2 separate regions of the Mus musculus genome follow, and region 1 is linked to region 2. A link is a contact called in public HiChIP or PLAC-seq data. All regions are on one chromosome and are shown on one strand. Each heading gives the region's core, a stretch centred on a gene start, on an enhancer-like site or on the middle of the called end of the contact. The rest is flanking DNA. Distances are from core to core; before and after follow the strand shown.

The links. HiChIP or PLAC-seq counts read pairs in DNA pulled down with a chosen protein or histone mark.
Region 1: a FOXA1 HiChIP or PLAC-seq map of pancreatic cancer cells shows a contact between it and region 2. The contact joins two enhancer-like sites. A contact is called at or near these places in 1 of 115 datasets of contacts at active chromatin or transcription factors (pancreatic cancer cells) and 2 of 9 other capture datasets (adipose tissue and liver).

What each region holds. Positions count from the first base shown.
Region 1 is chr7:80,760,984-80,768,512 of GRCm38.p6, forward strand. It overlaps Iqgap1 (IQ motif containing GTPase activating protein 1), which reads right to left. Exons shown (of 38, transcript NM_016721.2): 3 at 7,326-7,482; 4 at 5,902-5,979; 5 at 4,312-4,388; 6 at 1,515-1,582. Among named protein-coding and RNA genes, the nearest start is that of Iqgap1, 39 kb to the right of the region's middle. Within about 2 kb of position 5,383, at least 139 of the 459 cell types and tissues checked have an H3K27ac peak or open chromatin away from gene starts, as enhancers often do. A contact at or near this core is called in pancreatic cancer cells, where this site is marked.
Region 2 is chr7:80,596,167-80,602,926 of GRCm38.p6, forward strand. It overlaps Crtc3 (CREB regulated transcription coactivator 3), which reads right to left. Exons shown (of 15, transcript NM_173863.2): 10 at 2,581-2,798. Among named protein-coding and RNA genes, the nearest start is that of Gm15880, 36 kb to the right of the region's middle. Within about 2 kb of position 2,490, at least 21 of the 459 cell types and tissues checked have an H3K27ac peak or open chromatin away from gene starts, as enhancers often do. A contact at or near this core is called in pancreatic cancer cells, where this site is marked.

The DNA.
Region 1 (7,529 bases), core at 4,133-6,632, 170 kb after region 2:
AGGCACAAAATGGCCTCTGCCTCTAACTAAGGATTAAGGAGCCACAGTAGGAAAGCACTTAGTACCTGCTAGACGACATGCCAACAATAAACATCTGCCCACTACTATTACCAATAGCATAAAACAACTACAAGGCAGAAAAGACCCAGGGGCCATAGTTTTTAAGAACTGCTACTCCCAGCCCTCCCTACGGTAATCTACAGATGAACAGAGGCTTTACGGGGAACTAGTGACTAAGTCACAACCTGCTACCTCAGGCTCTGGTATCCAAATCAATGTCTGCTACTCAGTTTCCTTTCGTAGGCACAAAGCCAAATGATAAAGGAGGCTTTGACCTGAGTCTAGTAAATGAGTTTCCTGGAAGGAAAACCATTATAGATATAATAATACCAATTTCAAACTCCAAGGCCGAATAAATAAGCAGCAGTTGAGAGATCTGACCCCTACTCCTGACCAGTGCTACCACTGTCCATTCTCTCCCCTGGCCCTCACCGCTTCAAGTACCTGACCATAGCAAACACACAAAACTACAGCTTGGATTGTGGCTTCTCCCACAAGGCTCATGACAGAGGCTCAGTCCACACTGTGGGGTTCTGAGAGGTACAGAACCCTTTAAGAGTGGGAAGTCATGGGAAGTGGGTGTCATGGGAAACGCCATTCTTGGGAAGGATTAAGGTTACTGGTTCTCAGAGAAGGCCTGAGCCGCCGAGTTTTCTGGTTCTAGTCTTACAATAGTCTCGGTGCACACACTTCCACCAGGCCGTCTGCTATCAGTCCCTCACTGTCTGACTCTCCATTTCCAGTCTCCGAAGCCTCTATAAGGCATTTTATCACTTACGATACACAAGAAATACGGACCAAACAAGTTTAGACTTTAACATAGCTAAACATGTTTCTGAGTCACCTCACTCTCCAGTTTTGCCCCTTAATTCTTCTCCAACAGGTGCTAGTTATAAAGCCTTTTTAAAAACAACCTGTACACGATTAACGTTAGCCCCCACATACTACCATTTTACATCTTAGATGTCACTATTCTCAAATAGCTGACACACATACAAAAGTACGTATAAAAGCATTAAATCCAGCCGGGCGTGGTGGCGCACGCCTTTAATCCCAGCACTCAGGAGGCAGAGGCAGAGGCAGGCGGATTTCTGAGTTCGAGGCCAGCCTGGTCTACAGAGTGAGTTCCAGGACAGCCAAGGCTACACAGAGAAACCCTGTCTCGGGGGAAAAAAAACAAAAAAAAAAACAAAAAAAAACCCCAAAAACCAAAAAAAAAAAAAAAAACCAAAAACCTTAAATCCACCAGCCGTCCCCATGTAGCGAAAGAGCAGTTTGCAATTCCCAGGCCCTGCTCTTCCCCCCACACTGACAAGGGCAGATCACTTATGTTCCGCCCACCTTCCGTGTGGAGTATTTCCTAGAGCCCTTCTCCTTTAAGACAGGCACTGTTGAACTTTCCAGGCGATTACCGAATGAGTCATACATTTTCCACAAGCCTCTGAACTCCTTACCTGTGAAATCAACCTTTCCATACAGGTCTTGAATCTGAGGAGCCAGGCCCAGTTTGAACAGGTACAAACTAGAAGACACCAACATGCAAAGAGTGAGGCCTCGTGCCACAGCAGCTGTAGCTCAGGTGGAGGGGTGAGACTGAGAAGAGAGGCCCCCCTCACCGGGACTGTTACCCCAGCATACTTTCGTGTCACAGTGAGAGGTACAATAGGATGAAAGATTTCCCTTAGGCTGGAATTTCATGTCCCAGTTGTGGCCCAAAGCTAATGTATGCCGAGACATAGATGTTAATATAACATGGTATTCACACCAGTAAGTCCTTCACACTCGTAAGTTTTAGGTAATAAGACATTTTAAACAAGCCTCATGAAAATGACTCAGACAGTGACTCTTGCTTCAGTGAGAATTCCTGTCACTGCCACAGAAGCTCAACGCAGGTTAATTAAGAGTTTGTGCTATTTTATCTTTGTTCTTTAGAGACTAACAGGACTCTAGACTCCATGAAGGGAAAGACAAACCTCACCCACCCACCGTTGAGAGAGAAATGCCTGTAAGCCTGTGTTATTGGGTTGGTCCTAGTGCTCAGGCAGATCAGAATCAATGAATTAGAAGACATCAGACGACATTACAGACAGTGGCTCAGCAAGACACAGAAACAAAACAAACACACCACATCAGAAGGGGCCACTGCTCTGGCCTGGCATCTCCCCACCACACCTGAAGTTAACCCCCAGGGTCCACATGGTAGAAGAACCGACTGACTCCTATAAGTTATGCCCTGAACCTGACCTGCACACCCTTGTGCACATATAAAATAAAATAATTTTCAAATAAATTTAAAAAGTGCAACAGGGTCATCCACAGTTTTGCAGCTAATCTATAAATCCAGGTATCTTCCAAAATAACCATGCCTATAGATAAATATTCTAGATAATCTCAGTTAATTCTTACCAGGTTTTAGCAACAAATGAACTCACACTAACTTAAACTCAATTTTCACAACATGAAGGGTTTTTATTTTTCTTAATGTAAGGTAAAGGATTATGGGCCTATTTAACACCAAAATCAGAATCAGTGGGGTTTTACTTTGGTTTCCTTTGTGATGGTGGTGGTGGGGTCTCACTCTGCAGTCCTAGCTGGCCTGGAACTCACTATGTAGCCGAGGATGACCTAGAACACGGATCCTTCTAACTCCAGGCTAGCATCAGGGCTCAGAAGGATAAAATCTTAGGGAAAGAAAGGAAAGCACACACACCCCAGAGAACGGAACGTCAGCCACAAAACAACTGAGTACCACCGCGATGGAACAACCACCTCTGGTACAGAGCCAGAGCATAGCTCAGTGACAGCACACTTGCCTGCCACGGGCCAGGTGTGGGTAAGACTCCAGCACTACATCAAGTTGGGGGAGGGAGGGTCCTGTGTTACTGCTGGTCCAAAGGAAGAGGGCGTCCCACACAGTCCCACACAGCAGTGAGGTGGTACTCTGTCCCGAGAGCTGCTGTTGAGGTCCTGAGTGGTTAACACCCTCTTCCTGCATACAACCAAGGGCTGCCAACTTACCTTTCAGGAAAAACACCAAGTGGGAGGAAAGAAACCATGAATCCCAAGCCAGAACACTCTGCCCTGCCTGTGCTTTCTAAGCAAAGACTGCATAAGCAAGAGCAGTGGAGAACAATGGCGGACTTCCTCCCTTTGTTCTGATCCCATCATTAGGAAGGCACAGGAACTCCTCATCTCTGTATTTCAAAGAATTGAAGGCTTGGGACGCAGGCTACATCAGAGGCTACAGAAGGAGCAGAGAGGAATTCTGCCAGCTTAGCCTCCCGTGCTTGCCAAGTTCAGACAGCCACTGTAGGCATGGCCTTTACAAGGTTATCGCCAGACAGACCTCAGCACACCAAGCCAATCACAATGCCGAGAATTAATCAGGCTTTGGCTCAGACACAAGCATTTGAATTCATTACGCTCTTAACACAGAAATGTACTAGCCACCTGCAGTCACTCTTCTGCACGCTCACAATGATGCTGGTGATACCTAGGTTCCAACCCAAGTTTCATAAAAGCACTGAGATGGGGCAGCTCGGTGGAAGAAGGTATGAGATAAGCGGCTTCTTACAGGTCCCTGCTATCCTTTTCACTTGTAAAATTAACACTGAGGCTATATATATATAGCAAGCGGAATCCAAGCAAACAAATCTCACCCTCACGTCCCACTTCCTCCCCAACCTTTCCCAGTCCTAGAGCCATGAAGGAATCGGATAACACATTATACCACCATTCCCAACTACCCAAGTGTTTATCTTCCTCTCCCCTACCCTCTCTTCAGACACAGCCCTGTCTCTTGCTAATTCAGTACCCTGCTGGTTCTAAGAAGTGGGAACTTGCAATTAAGTCATTTTCCATGAAATTATGCTTTACTTCCTATCATATTTGTGTTGGTATAAAAATTACTTGTTGAATGAACAAATAACAATGGAAGGTCCCAGCTGGCTGAATGGATAAAGGACATCACACCCTGATTAAGATGCAGAGTTCAGAGAGGTGCCAGATAAAAAAAATGAAAGCTAATACCGTGTTTCTGCAACAATAATATATTACGGGGATAAACAAATCCCTTCTCTCTGCTCCCTAGAAAAACACAGGTGTTTCGGTAAGGATAATAGCCTTCTATTCTGTTTGAAAATCCTCGAGTTGATATAAAACCCCTTTCATTCTTGCAGCACAGACAAAAAATACACGCTGGACTGCGCAGTTATCCTTAGGTGACTTATTTTGCTAAGAAGCCCTGGTTACCTGAGGGCGTGGATACAGTAGATGCATCTTGGCATGTTCTTCCGGTCATAGATATCTGTGGTTTCTGGGTAAAAAATCTAGGAAGAAATCAAAGAAGTAGACTGAATGGATTGGTTAGAAGAATCAGGAAAGGAATAAAGAAAGACCTTTACTAAGACAGACCAGACCTCAGGAAAAGATCTTCCTGAACACAGCAGTAACATCAACATTTGCAGGAGAGTGAGGAGAGAGCCTAAAGCTCTCTGCAAGGCAGAGAGTAACAGAAACCAGGTAGTTAAGTAGGGTGAAATCAGACGATTGCTATCATGTCCAAAGCCACACCAGTGGGACAAGGATGGAGCCTGGCTTTGGAGAGAAGGATAAAAGCAGAGCTTAGAGCGCACAGGAGGCGGGAGCCAGGCTATGCTGACTCACTAGAGAAGGAAGCTGGAGAAGCAGGCTACAAAGTTGTTGTGATGGTGGATGGATAAAAGAGGCATTTCAGATAAATGGAGAAAGTTTGGGGAGGGACTGGATGAAGGGTCTAGGTTATCTCCAAACTTTAGAGACTAAGCTCAAGGCTTGCCTGGATGCATAGTGAGCTGAAGGGCAGCCTGGGAAACCCAGTGAGACTGTCTGAAAACATCAACCAGTGCAGGCTGAGGACACAGCTCAAGGGTAGAGCACTTGCCTAGCTACCATTAAGGCCTGGGCCCTTCTCTAGTGACACCATAAAACAAAACAAAACAACAAAAAACCTTAGCAACTGCAAACATAAACACACTCTAAATACCATCCAAAGGACACTAAATTGTCATCACTCATAGATGACAACACTGTATGAAAGGCAGGAAGTCACAGGTTCACAGTGTAGTAGTTTACACTAGTGTGCATTTTACATTACAGAAAACAGGAACAGGAGGTATAGGTACACAGAAAAGCCAGGTAACCATAGCAACTTGGTGCAATGCATTTCCTGACATTTGTGGGACAGAAATCTCAAAAGCACCCTTGGTAGAGAAGAGCAGCCCAGCAGCTTGCTCTGAGGAAGTGGGGATGAAAGCTGGCCTCTCACACAGATGGAAATCCACGTCTGAGTCAGCTCAGCATCTGAGTCAGCTCAGCAGACCCACGTGTAACCAAGACCTGAGCACTCACTCTGCTAAGCACCAGAGGCTGGTCACTCACTGTGCGGCACTCCACAGCTCACCTGTACCCTTGTTCTTTCTCAGTTCCAAAAACCTAGAACATATATATATATATACATATATATATCACATACACATATATACATATATATATTCTTTTCCTGAGTCAAACTGAAAAGAACCCTTATCATTAAGAAGGAGCAGGCCAAAATTAGGTAGCACGGTGTTGCATACCTATAAACCTAGTCTCTGGAAGCTGAGGCAGAAGCATTGTGAGTTCCAACCAGCCTAGAGTACAGCTTGAGCTACTATCCCAAAAACAACAAAGAGAGGCATAAAGGGAGGGAAGGAAGAACAGAAGGAAGGACAGACAGATCACCGACTGCTTTGCAGAATGATTTTGCAGGTTGAATGAGAGCTATTATGCCAATTGGCAGCGGCACGGGTGGGTACCGCAGCTTACCTTAGGCAACCCAATCTCATCCATGGCATTCAGCCACTGAATCACATTATCCGTGTGTCTGAAGTGGAGGCCGGTAGCCTGGAAGCAAGCACAAGAGCATCCGCTGTTGGCAAGCGCTATGTGCTGTGAGTTGCTACACCATTCCCTCCCTTAAGCGTCACTACACTCCCATCTCAGTACCAGGAAGCTGTGCTCTGCCCTCCTCTCACTTAGAAACTGCCTGGTGAACCTCCCTCAGCAGTGTGCTTATAGCTTGGTGTCTGGAATCACACTACCCGAGACTCTGTTCTCGGGCGTAGACATCTGCTGGTGACAGTTGGCAAGCCATTCAACCTTGCAGTCTGAGTCACTTCATCTATAGTGGTTTCATGCATCTGCTGTGAGCCTGACGAGAAGGTACACACACAAACCATGGAGGCTAGTGTGGGGTTTGAGCAGATAGTCCCCAGCTAACAGTGCAAAGAGGTGACTGTAATGTGATGAGGGTCCTAACGTCATCAGTGACTGATCCATTGACTAAGTTCATAGCTGATTGGCCCGGCGGGGTGGGAGTGGGTCACTCGTTCAGTGTCCTATTCCCCTAGTCCCCTCACTCCTCAGCCACCATGAGGCAAGTCTTGTGAGCTTTGCTCCCTGCTATAGCCAAGAAAGACTGGAGCAAAATGACCACAGACCCCAGGGAACTGTGGGCCACATTAATCATTCTTACTCTGATTGTTCTCATTTCAGATGATCAATACATATAGTGATTTTTGGCTAAGGACCTATACCTCCTTGACATGAATTTAAACCTAAAACATAAAAACCATTTTCACAGTCTGTAGCTTTAAGCTCATGTGGCTTTCGGCTCAGTCCTGAAAGTCAGCTCGTTTCACTCTGGCTATGCAATCCTCCACTGTCTTTCAAACTAATCCAGGGGCAAGTTCCTGTCAGGGGCTCTAGAGATGGGAAATCTGGTCCTTCTCAACATCCCAGCCATCCTCTTCCTCTTCCCGGATGGCCACAGACTCAGTCCGTCCACTCACTTAAGCTTTTTGACATTAAGGCTCTTTCTCATTTTATCTTGAACTCCTCCAGCGTTGCAGGAGGAATTTTCCCAAAGTCACCATAGCTACACTTCAGTGCCTAGTTCTCCGTGACAATGGTAATTCCCCCCAGTCACTTCCTCTACTTTCTAAGAATGAAAATATAAATCATCCAGGACTGAGAAATTAATTAATTAACGTGCTACCAGAACCGCTTGGCTGACAGCGTCTCCGCAGTGCTCACTGTGTGCTACTCTGTACTCTGGGCTTCTTAAAGGTGGGCTTTGCTTGGAACCAGCACACACCTTGCATGGACTTCTCCACAGATGCCGCACAGAACACGCGTGCTAACCCTCTCACGCTCACAGTTATATTCTAAGCACCAAGCAAAGGACTCACCTTGTATCTGGTCTGTTCTCGATCATAGATTTTCTTCAGGGACACCACTTTGGGAGAGAAGAAGTTCCCTAGCTTGGCAAGGTAGACTCCGTTTCTAAGGCCCTCCTCTAGCTCTGTGGTGGGCGGCAGGTCCTCACCTAGGCATGCTTCCATCCACCTGCACAGGAGAAAAGGACGGTCAGAAACCCTTTGTGGACTTCAGTT
Region 2 (6,760 bases), core at 1,240-3,739:
CGTCCCTGGGGAGGCTTGGGTGGAGTGAGCTCAGGCTCACCTCAGGGAACAGAACCTCAGGCTGGACAACAGCCTACTCAGAGCCTCTATGAGCATCTGGATCCTCTATGAACGTCGGAGAACATACTTCCCCTAGACCTCTCAGCCTTAAAGTCCACTCTTTGATTTTGGCTTCCTTATAAACTGTTAAAAGTGTTTCCCAACTCAGGGGGAAGGACATTTCTGCTAGTCTCTTGTTTCTCTGAGGTGAAGGGGGATGAATCTTAGTATTAGCAAGACCATCTGCAGTGGTGTCTCCATAGTCCAGGAAGCTAGAGACCCTGTCCTGTGCCCTGCTGGATCCTTGGTGCTTGGCTCAAGCCACCCACAAACAGCACCTCTTAGTGAACAAGATAGCTGCTGCTGCTGCTTTGACAGGTCACACCCGCAGTTAGTTCAGTCCACTGCTCTGTGCTAAAAGTTAAGAAGCAGAAATGTGTGTTAGTGTTGATTTTTTTAAAAAATTGTCTGTGGGGTCAGGATAGATAGCTCAGTGGCTGAGAACTTGCTTAGAATTCCTAAGGTCCTGGGCTCAATCTCTTGAACCACAAACAAAACAACAACAATAGCAATAACAACAACAGCAACAGCAACAGCAACAGCAGCAACAACAGCTAGTCTAAGAAAAGGTGAGATGTCGGTAGCTTAAACTGTAAGGAGAGCTAGAGATCTGAATTCAATTATAAAAGAAGTCTCATTCAAAAAGAAAGTCTAAATATATTTCAAAAGCATGTATTCCAGGCTTAAGAAAAGAAAAAGGGAAGGGGAACGGAGGGGAACGGAGGGGAGGGGAGGGGAGGGGAGGGGAGGGGAGGGGAGGGGAGGGGAGGGGAGGGGAGGGGAGGGGAGGGAAGAAGAGACACTTAGGCTGGCAGGAAATTTGTGATGGACCTGCCATAGCTTTCTATATTTTTATGATATATACATAATTTTATTTTATGTGTATGAGTGCCTGCCTACATGTATGCATGTGCACTGCATATATGCCCGGTGCTAACAGAAGCCAACAGAGGGCAACAGATCTCCTGGGACTGGAGTTACAGGGAATACTGAGCCATCGTGTAGGTGCTGAGACCTGAACCTGGGTCCTCTGCAAGGAGAGGCAAGGGTTAACCAATGGGCCATCTCTGTAGCCTCTGTACCATACATTTTTTAAGGTGGAGACACTATAAAGCTAAGTGGTGTTCTACATAAAATGATGTGTGTGGAAGAGGGTAACTGTCAATGACTGAACACGAGGTTCTCAGCTAGAAACAAAGCCTACAGTGCCAGCTTCTTCAAGGTCCGAGGGAGCTATGGCGATGGTGTTTTGTTTCAGTGACGCTGGGTATCACTGTTCACTGAGAGAGAATTCATCTAAAAGGGTAATTCTGAATCTAGAACTCTTAATGGGTTTGAGTTTCTGTTGTGAAATAAATCAAAGAAACTCAGAATCATGAGACCGATGTCTTCTTAAAGTGCAACCCAGGCCCCTCGGAACACTCTGAAATATCTTGTATCAAAGACAGTGCCATGTGGCTTCAGAACTCACTCTTGACAGTGAATTTGCACACACATGACTTGATTTCTAAAGTATCAGAACTCACCTTAAGAGATACAAGACAGTTTATTATTAAACGGCACCTCCTTCAAGAAATGCCCTCCTGAAATAAAAGTAAGAGTGGGCTCTGCAACCAGCTGTGCAGAGCTGAAGCCATGCTGCTCAGCAGGAGCCCACGGCCCCACTGCAGCCCCACTGCAGCCCCACTGCAGCCAAGGCAGGGAACCCTGTGGGGCCATTCCCAGGTGGGCAGGCTCTGCTCTGCCTGGTGAGCCTCAGTGAAACAGAGTGGAAACCAGCAACCACTTCCCCCACTGACGTCCGGCCACTGAGGGGCCTTTCTAGATGGAACTTTCCTCAGCACCATCTCTGGCAGGCACCATGAACTGGGGTGGATGGAGGATGGGGTACCACCTGCTCTGGGTGCTGACAAGAGGAGCGTTGGCTCAACCTCAAGTCATCTTTCCGGAAACACAGGGTCTGGGCTGGGGACAATCAAGCCTGCACAGTAACACTACATCATATTACAAGGAACCTGACTACAGACAGTACCACATCCCTAAGCACTTCTGAACACCTGAATAGTTTTGAACTTTTGTAGATTTCTACTTCATCTACATGTTAAGTATAAATATTTCCATCATACCCACTGTACATTTTCTAAAATTTAAGATACTGTCCTTTTGAAGTCCAGTGGGGAACTGGGGAGAGCTCAGGAAGGATGAAATGATCAGAGATCACCATATGCTGATACGAACTGCACGTCGCTCTGGGGTGGCACCTATTTCTCCACTCCCAAACGTTCCTCCCCAAGTTCTCTGCACACATGGGCTCGTGACGACAGTGAAGAAGGAGGCGCGACAGAGCTGCTCCAGAGCTTATCAAACAAGCAGAAATGGGGCCCCTAGAGCAGAAGCCAGCCAGTACAAGGATGTGGTGGCTCTCATTCAGTGGTGCACCAAACACACACAGCAGGGGACACAGCTGAGGCCCTTACTCACCAGAGGAGGTTCTTATCCCCAGGTGAGTCATGGCAGCTGGAAGGTTGCCCACGCTGTTCCCCACACTCATGCTACCAAAGAGGTGGTCGCTGGTGTCCAGGGAGGCTGGCAGGGGTGCTGAGTAGTGGAGGTTGGTTAGATCTGGTAACGACCCTCCGGTGTTCAGGGTGCCCAGGAACGGTGAGAGGCCTGTGTTCTGGCCATTATGTGGGAAAGCACTGAAAGAAGAGAAAGCATTACTTGTACAATGCATTTGGCTGTGGGAAAATGGGATGCAAATGCTGCCTCTGCCTTGCTGATGACTGAGACCCATGAGGGGTGCCTCTCATGAGAACGCAGTCTGTCAGCTTACCCTCTCTGGAATGCAATTTCCTTACATTTTTAAAAAAAGGATTTATTTATTTATTATATGTAAGTACACTGTAGGTGTCTTCAGACACACCAGAAGAGGGCATCAGATATATACATTTGCAGATGGCTGTGAGCCACCATGTGGTTGCTGGGAATTGAACTCAGGACCTCTGGGAGAGCATTCAGTGCTCTTACCCGCTGAGCCATCTCTCCAGCCTGAAATTTCCTTACATGTTAAATGAGACAGATTACTTTGCAAACTGTAAGTCACTATATAAAATGTAAAATACTACATCATATTTAGAGTCCCTTTTGCTAGCTCTCTAAATTATTTTTGCTACCCAAACCACATACACAAAAAGTATCTTTGGGGCAACTAGATACCTTCCAGGATATATTGTTTCAATTAAAATTTCAAAAACTTTTAAAACGTAGCAATTTGGGGTTGGAGAGATGACTCATTGGTTAAGAGTTTTGACTGCTCTTCTAGAGGTCCTGAGTTCAATTCCCAGCAAGGACATCGTGGCTCACAAGCATCTGTAATGGGATCCAAATGCCCTCTTCTGGTGTGTCTGAAGACACCTACAGTGTATTCATATAAAAATAAAATAAATAAATTTAAAAAAACATAACAATTTTTACTTTTTAAAGATTTACTTTATATTTGTATTAGACGCACGCATTTGTGTGTGTGTGTGTGTTCATGGGACTGCAGGTGGCCTTGGAGGGCAGAAGAGAGTTATGCTGGATAGTTTTATGGCAACTTGACACAAGCTAAAGTCCTGTGAAAGGTGATGACCTGAATTGATAAAATGCCTCCATAAGATTGGGCTGTAGGCAAGCCTGTAGGGTATTTTCTTAATTAGTGATTGATGAGGGAGGCCCCAGATCATTATGATGGTGTCACCCAGGGGCTGGTAGTCCTGAGTTCTATAAGAAAGGAGGCTTAGCAAGCCATGGGAGCAAGCCAGTAAGCAGCACTCCTCGATGGCTCCTGCATCAGCTCCTGCCTCCAGGTTCATGTCCTATGTGAGTTTCCGTCCTCACTGCTTTTGATGATAAACCGTTATATGAAACTGTAAGCATAAAGACTCTTTTCTCCCCAAGTTGTTTTTGGTCATGGTGTTTCATCACAGCAATAGTAACCCTAACTAAGAAGGGTGTTGGACCCCTGGAGCTGGAGTGACAAGTGGTGTAGGTCATCCATTGGTTCCTCTGTAAGAGCAAGCAACAAGTGCTCTTTCTCACTGAGCCATCTCTCCAGGCAAGTTTCCATAATCATGAAAATAAGGAAAACATTGCCATTCATTGATTAAAACCATTGACTGATCGTTGTGCACCAGGTACAAGGGCAAGCCCAAGAAGTGATGAGCAAGCAAGGTATATGCTCATGGCTGGGTCTGTCCTTGGTATTTGCACACCTAGGGCAAGAGTGCAATGGAAGTTAGCACTGCATCTGTTTTAGTCTATGTGCGCTGGAGGAGGGGTGCACATATGCCAGTGCCAGGGGAGGGTGGCAGGGATCCTGTTCTGTTACTCTCTGTTTTGTTCTCGTGACACTGGGCCTCACTGGAGCTGGAACTAGGCTGGAAGCAGCAGGCCCCAGTAATCCTCCCGTCTCCACTCTCTATAGCAATAGGGTTACAGCCATGTGTGCAGCCACCCCCAGCTTTTCACAAAGGTGCTGGATTTTAAACTTGGGTTCTCAAGCTTTCACAGCAAAAGCTCTGACCAGTGAGCCCTCACCCTGGCTCCTGCCGTAATCTTCCAAAGTTATAAATCAAAGGAATAAATCCTCCTGTCTTGGCAAATCATACCTTTATTTATAATAGATCGATTCAAATATAGACATCCCAGAATTCTTGGGGCCTTATATTAGCATACACTGGGACTGGCAGATATACCCAGTTTCCTTAGTTCATATTTCCTTCCAATACCCAGTCCTGTTCTGCACTGGAAGGTGGGTATGTGACTGTCACACGTACATGTGTGCTGTGGGTCCCTGCAGTTTCTAGAACTCTGGCAGCTTGGGAGTGAGCCCTCTCAAGGACAAGGCTTCTTGGTACTCATGAAGGAATTGTGTTCTTAGAGTCCAGAGAAGGAGCAACAGAACAATCAAGCAGGCAGCTGTAATGCGGTAGGAAGCATGCTGTGCTAGGAGTGGTTAGAGTATAATCAAGAGGTACAAGGAACACTGAGCACAAAAGCAAGAGATGCTGAAGACAGGAAAGTCATGTCCAGGAAGGCTACTCGTGGGACATGACATGGTGCTCATAGAACCTCGAGATGCCTGGTGTGGCCGAGGCAGTGCAGGCAGTGCAGGTGTTGAGAGGTGAAGAGGGAGAGGCAAATGTGGAGGAAACAGAAGGGAAGATGTTGTTGGGAAGACTAAGTCTTGAACTATAGGAGAGGGGGAACCAAGTGTTAGCTAGAGATGTTACTGTGGCTGTAGCATGAGAGATGGCTTAAGGGAACAGAGAGGGGCAGCAGGCCAGGTCAGGAGCTCTTGCAGGGTCCCAGCTCAATCCACGATAGAGCAGTGTGGCTGATGAGAGAGGACGGGCTGGAGAAAACCAGAGAAGAAATGGGTCACTCAACCCAGCACATCTTGTGGAGAGTGACCAGCCACAACTCTTGGCATCAGAGCCTATAGGAGACTCCGATAAAGCAGGAGACAGTCATAAAGAGTGCAATGTGTGAAATGATCAGCTTACCCCTGCAATCACAGAGCCTGACGGTATCTAGAACGGAGGGAGTGACCAGCAGATGGGAGGAGGCTTCCTGGAGGCCATTGGAAGCTTTTTTTTTTTTTTTTTAAGACAGGGTTTCTCTGTGTAGCCCTGGCTGTCCTGGCACTCACTTTGTAGACCAGGCTGGCCTCGAACTTAGAAATCTGCCTGCCTCTGCCTCCGGAGTGCTGGGATTAAAGGCGTGTGCCACCACCTCCCTGCGGAAGCTAAATTTGAAAGCTGAGGAATTCAGGTGAGCCAGGCAGGAAAGCCATTTTAGGCAGAGGCCAAAGCAGGGGCAAAGGGAGGCAGGAAAACACATGGTATATCTAGAGACTGTGATGACTGAAAACCACTGAAGGTTAAGGTTAGGAGGGTGGGGACTACTGGAGGTGGGGCAGGGGAAGCAGGCACAGAACACCCGAGGCTGGATAGAGGGCTGAGAACAACGATATGGTGGGGGGGGGGGACTCGGGGAGGGGAGGAGCTAAGATAACAAGTTATACCCAGTTTCCTTAGGACGGTATGGTGGTCAGACCTGAGGGGCAATGAGCAGAGGCTGTAGGTAAAGGGACAAGTGACCTTGCTGAGTTACCAAACTGAAGAGTGCAGTGTTGTAGGAACACAGGGATGAAGAAGTGGGGATGGATGCTGGAGACATCTGTGGCAGGACTCAGGAACATTTCTGGCTCCTGGCCTGGGGAAGCCACTCCCTGGAGCCCATGACAGACTAGGGGATGGGCATGGAGACAAGTAAGAACAGAACTCCTATCTAGGTCCTTAGCTTGGCTGCAGAGTCTGACATGCAGCTGGGATGTCCCTCATGGAGGGAAGCACTGGAGGAGGTGACTCACAGTCTGGGGGACACTTTAACTGTAACAGTGGAAGCAGAAGCTGGGTCACTTTCAAAAAGTGTGGCTAGCTAGAAAGAGGCCTTAGGAGCTAAGAGAACTGGTTGCCTAGGAGACGCAGGTTCACCAGCATCCATGGTGGCTCAGAGCCATCTGTGGCTCTAGTTCCAGAGGATATGATACTCTCTTTTGGCCTACAACACATGGCATACACATGGTTCACAGATATACATGCAGGCAAAACACCCT